Regions from separate parts of the Ovis aries genome. Here region 2 is linked to region 1. Evidence: chromatin contacts called from public Hi-C data. All regions are on one chromosome and are shown on one strand. Each heading gives the region's core, a stretch centred on a gene start, on an enhancer-like site or on the middle of the called end of the contact. The rest is flanking DNA. Distances are from core to core; before and after follow the strand shown. Region 1 overlaps TCF7 (transcription factor 7). Region 2 has its middle 33 kb from the start of PPP2CA.

Region 1 (2,572 bases), core at 30-2,529:
TAGGTATCAGGGCTTCTAGTAGGTTACAGTCCACGGGGTCGCAAAGAGTCGGACACGACTGAGCAACTTCACCTTCACCTTAGGGGGCTGAATTTCTCAGGAAACATTTCCAAGTAATTTGAACTACAGCCACAAATGCTCACCACCCACACTTGCCTATAAGGTAGTGTCAGGTTATTCCAGTTGCTGGGCTGATAGGCCTAAATCTAACCTATTCCATTCACTTATTGAAAGCTGCTAAAAAGAATGTGGGCAGAAGCTTCCCTTGGTTCAGCTTACAGATAGCAGATGGATTTCTGTAAACAGGGCTTCTCCAGGCCCTTAAGAGAGAAGCAGTGTCATCTTGAGCTTTGTGGTTGTGACCATGCTTACATGTTGTTTGGTAAACCAGCTGGTTCTTGGTCCATGAAGTATCTGGTACAGGGAAGGTGGGGCAGTGGTGGAGGGGATGAGTACGGAAAGCAGCTGGGCTCAGTCCAGTCCACCTATGACCTATAGAGGAAAAGCAAGGGGGGCAGGGGCATCTGGCTGTCAAGACAGAGGGAGGGAGCCTGCCCTAGGCATGGGGGATGCCCCTGACGAAATGACACAACACAGATCTGATTCCCATCACTTGGAGCAGTTTGAATTGAGGGCCTCAGGTTTAGGCAGAAGTTGTGCAGACTCTGAAATCTCCAGGGCCTGAGCTGTGGGAGGGAGCCAACAGGCCCCCTGGCCGGTTTCCACCTGCTTTGGGACTCTGTCGTCTCCTCTCAGAGGGTGAGCCCCTGGAGGAAGCCATGTGTCCTGTGCATGCTAGGCTGCCTGTCTCTGAGATTCCTGTTGCTGTACCTGTGTACTCTGCTGGTCGCTCTGAGGGGGCTGAGAGGCTGAGAGTGGCTGAGAGGCCTGGTGATGTAGGCGCTGGTTCTGCAGGGCTAGCAAGCAGTTCTGTGGGGAGGTGGGGCAGCAGGAGGTACGAGGGCGAATCCTGGGGAGTTGGGGACCTGGGGCAGCCTAGAGCACTGTCATCGGAAGGAACGGGGCTGGGGCAGCGGCCTTCTCCGGGTAAGTACCGAATGCATTTCTTTTTCCTCCTAGGAATAGTGAAGAGAGTTATCTGTAAACAGAGGGTGAATTCATAGTCATACACCACAACCAAAAAATGCTGTCCTTGCACAGGCCTATCTCCCCATGACTTACATACATATGCCTATGCCTTAGGACTTAGCATGGCAACTGCTGGGCCTGGCCCAGACCGTGGACAGGTGCAGTTCTCAACAGAGCCACTAGATGGCACAGGGACCTTTTGTAGCTCCATGTGTGGGCTGCCTGCTGTCTTCTAGGACAGCTGTCTCCCAGTCTAGGCTGTTGCAGCTTGCTTCACGTGTTTGTGAAGCTCAGATCTGATTAATGTGTGCTTGTGGCTTCTAGCCCTGAGCATGTCAGATACTTAGAGCTAGGCTAGGAGCAGAGAAGGGGAAGAAAGGGAATTGCCTCACCCATTCCTACCATCTTATTTTCTGTTTGAGGACAGGGCTGCCTACCATCATGTGTACATATGTACATACACTTATTCCCCCAAATTCCTCTTTGTTCTTGGACAGGGAACGTGGGGGTACCCTTCGGGGCTGAACAAGTATTCCTTAGTCAGTGAACTTACTGCCTGGAACAGCCTCAGCCTTGGCCCTGGCAGGCCTGGCCTGAGCCTAATATAGGTATATTTGGTAGGTATATTTTCTTTTCCCATATACAAATATTGTATGGTGAAACACAGGTTTAATGCCATAGGATCTGAGTATGGGTGCCAAGGGTACCTGTGTTGACCTCTCCCTCCATCTGGTCTCAGTAGGTCACATGGCTATTGTGCATTTGCCTTATTCAGGGTATTCTCTACTGCAGTACTGCTTTGCTGTTCTTAGATTTGAGGCTCAGTATGGTACAACAGGGATCCCAATTTGACGTGAAGGAGCTGGTGGACCACGATGACGCTGAGGCCTGGGGACGGGCTTGAGCCACTTAAATGCTGTGTGCGAGATTTGTCTAATATGGACCTGCTCAGCCTGATTAGCACCAGACAACCGTTACCAGGGAACCCTGGGCACCAGGCCCCAGAGATGCCTTTAAAGCCCGCCTTTCCTTCCATCTAGGATATTCTCTCCTGTTCCTTCCACTTAGACCCAAGTGATCTTCCTCAGAAGCTGTGTTCATTCTCATTCTTAGGAGGCATTGGCTTCCCAGTCTGTGGGTATGTTGGGGTGCTAGAGGCCAAAGGAGGACAGCAGGCCCAGCAGAATCTGCAGAGTCAGGGAAGCAGCTTGAAGCAAAGGGAGGGTGGTGGTGGGGACAAACCCACCTGCACGGACCACACCAATCCGTCTGCTGGTTGAGGCCAAAGCGAGCACGGCATTTCTTAGGCGAGCCAGGGTCTGCTCACAGCCATGCCAGAGGGGCAGAGCAGGGCAGAGGGCGAGCAGGCAGGCAGCAGGGCAGAGCAGGGCCCAGAAAGAAGAGGTAATATCAGTGTTAGCCAGTCACAGATACCCCACAGTCCCTACAGGCAAGGGCCTCTCCATGGCCTGTCCAGTCTTAG
Region 2 (2,572 bases), core at 22-2,521, 100 kb before region 1:
CTATCAGGTTGCTTAAGATGACAACTTTCCCCATTCTCATTCCTGTTTCCTGCTTGACTTCTTCATATATCATTCCCTATCTGACAAGCTTTTTTTTTAATGATCTCCCTCCAATAAACGATGAACTGCATGAGAACAGGAAAATTAGTGTTTTGTTTGTTGCTATATTCCCCAGCATAGAATAGTGCCTAGCATATATTGACACTCAATAACGTTTTCTTGTGAATTAATGAATTTATTAAACACCTACATAGGAATCACTTGAAAAAAAACAAAGAATAAACTATGAGATAATTTTATTGATGTGGTAGAATGTGCTGTCTATATCATGTTAATATTCATTGTCAAGTAGCTGAATGAGTAGCAGTCATTCGGCATGGAGGTTAAAGGTGAAGGAAATGAGGTAAGCTTACAGCTTGTTAGCATTTTAATGGAGGAATTGAAACTTAGGTACTTTTAGAGATAAAACTTGGAGGATGCTTTTTAGGAATAGAATCCAGAGGAATCTCGGATAAGTGAGAAAAATTTTTTCTCGAAATTTAGAAAGAGACAAGGAAATTCAGATAAGACAAGTGAAAGGGTAAAAAGAAATAATGCTCTACAATATATGGGTCAGAATTACGCATATGAGTTACAGTATATGGGTCAGAATTTTAGATTTTCCACTGAAAGTGACCACATTTCTGTTTCTTTAATAACTATGTATCAGGAGACCTAAATTAATATACTTAGTGCTTGCCACAGAGTGAGAAATTGTGTGAGTACTGTCTCAGTGTATGCAGGTCTCTCAAGGAACTCTTGGCTTAGAACAAGCAAAGTGATTTATTTGCTTAATTGGATGGTATTGAAAGTATAAACAAAATGTATAACGTAGAGGGATAAGTAAAACAAAAAGTGCTTCAGATTTACTTTCTTTTATCTTTAGGTACTTATCTCTTTATTTGGCTGTATTAACTCTTCCTTGAGGCCCACGGCTCTAGTTGTGGCATGCAGGTTTAGTTGCCCTACGGCATATGGGACCTTAGTTCCTCAACCAGGGGTCAAACCTGTGTCCCCTGCATTGGAGGCTGGATTCCCATCCACCAGGGAAGTCCCTCAGATTGATTTTCAGACTAACTTTGGGTTAAGATTCTTGCTCTTTACCACTGGTGTTTTATTAAATGGATAGCAGAATAGAGACTACAGGCATCCAATGGCTATTATGTAGTCTCTGTGCCTGGCTTGCCAAAGCATAAAGAGGATTCCAAAGTTCTCTTTCAAGTCAGTTAGTCCTAACCACCTCCAGAGGGAGCTCAATAGCCGTCATTTTCAGGACCAGGAGCTCTTGTCTACCCTGGTCTAACAGGACAAGTCATTCAGCTCCATGTTGGACTGAACCTAGTGTATGAAGATGGGGTCCTAATGAGGCAGTGGTTTTTGCCCTTAAATCAGTGGTTTTTGCTCCCTAGGATGAGAAATGCAGGAAACAATGCATGCTAGGATTTGAGTTTCCTCAGATGAATGACTCCAAAGTCTTAAGACTTTTTAGATCAAGCCTGATTATTTATATACATTTCAGGCAGCTTCTCTTGGATGTCTCTGAGTAATTTCTTTGTAGTTACTAATATTACATTTATCAGTATTACTAAACTGTTTAAAGCATCTGATGCCTCTTGAAAAACTTTTGTTGTTGTTCAGTCACTAAGTCGTACCCGACTCTTTTCAACCCGATGGACTGCAGCACACCAGGCTTCCCTGTCCTTCACCATCTCCTGGAGCTTGCTCAAACTCATGTCCATTGAGTTGGTGATGCCATCCAGCCATCTCATCCTCTGTCGTTCCCTTCTCCTCCTGCCCTCAATCTTTCCCAGCATCAACCTTAAAAAAATTCTGCCACCGGCAGTCTCCCTTGATTTGTTGTTCAATAGATTTGAATTTGGAAAATGGGTTCCTTTAATTCCTGCCCTTCAAACAATATCTAGTGGTATCAGAATATTTATTGAAACTATATCTATGAACTCCTGGGGCTTTTCTCTTTTTAAAAATATTTGTTGAAAAGATTAATCTCCAAAATATACAATCTGCTCATGCACCTCAATATCAGAAAAACAACCCAATCAAAAAATGGACAGAAGACCTAAACAGAGATTTCTCCAAAGAAGAAATACAAATGGCCAAAAAACACATGAAAAGATGCCCAACATCGCTCATTGTTAGAAAAATAATCAAATTGAAACTACAATGAGTTATCACCTCACCGTGGTTAGAATGGCCATTATCAGAAAACCTACAAACATAAATGCCAGAGAGGATGTGGAGAAAAGGGAATCCTCCTGCACTGCTGCTAGGAATGTAAACTGATACAGTCACTGTGGAGAACAGTATGGAGATTATTCAGAAAACTAGGAATAAAACTACCATATGACCCAGAAAGCTCATTATTTGGCATATACCTGAGAAAGCCATAATTCAAAAAACACATATACCCCAGTGTTCACTGCAACAATATTTATGATAGCCAGGATATGAAAGCAACCTAGATGTCCATCGACAGATGAGTGGATAAAGAAGTTGTGGTACATCTATAAATGGA

What was found. Hi-C and Micro-C count contacts between places; a contact is called where the count stands out from the background.
Region 2: a Hi-C map of hypothalamus shows a contact between it and region 1, with 4 times the contacts expected there. The contact joins two enhancer-like sites. A contact is called at or near these places in 7 of 16 Hi-C or Micro-C datasets (blood, hypothalamus, skin fibroblasts and 1 more).

What each region holds. Positions count from the first base shown.
Region 1 is chr5:43,436,143-43,438,714 of ARS-UI_Ramb_v3.0, reverse strand. It overlaps TCF7 (transcription factor 7), which reads right to left. Exons shown (of 11, transcript XM_042250521.1): 11 at 1-492. The coding sequence ends at 221. Among named protein-coding and RNA genes, the nearest start is that of SKP1, 18 kb to the left of the region's middle. Within about 2 kb of position 1,279, at least 24 of the 54 cell types and tissues checked have an H3K27ac peak or open chromatin away from gene starts, as enhancers often do. A contact at or near this core is called in hypothalamus, where this site is marked.
Region 2 is chr5:43,537,065-43,539,636 of ARS-UI_Ramb_v3.0, reverse strand. No RefSeq gene overlaps it. Among named protein-coding and RNA genes, the nearest start is that of PPP2CA, 33 kb to the right of the region's middle. Within about 2 kb of position 1,271, at least 4 of the 54 cell types and tissues checked have an H3K27ac peak or open chromatin away from gene starts, as enhancers often do. A contact at or near this core is called in hypothalamus, where this site is marked.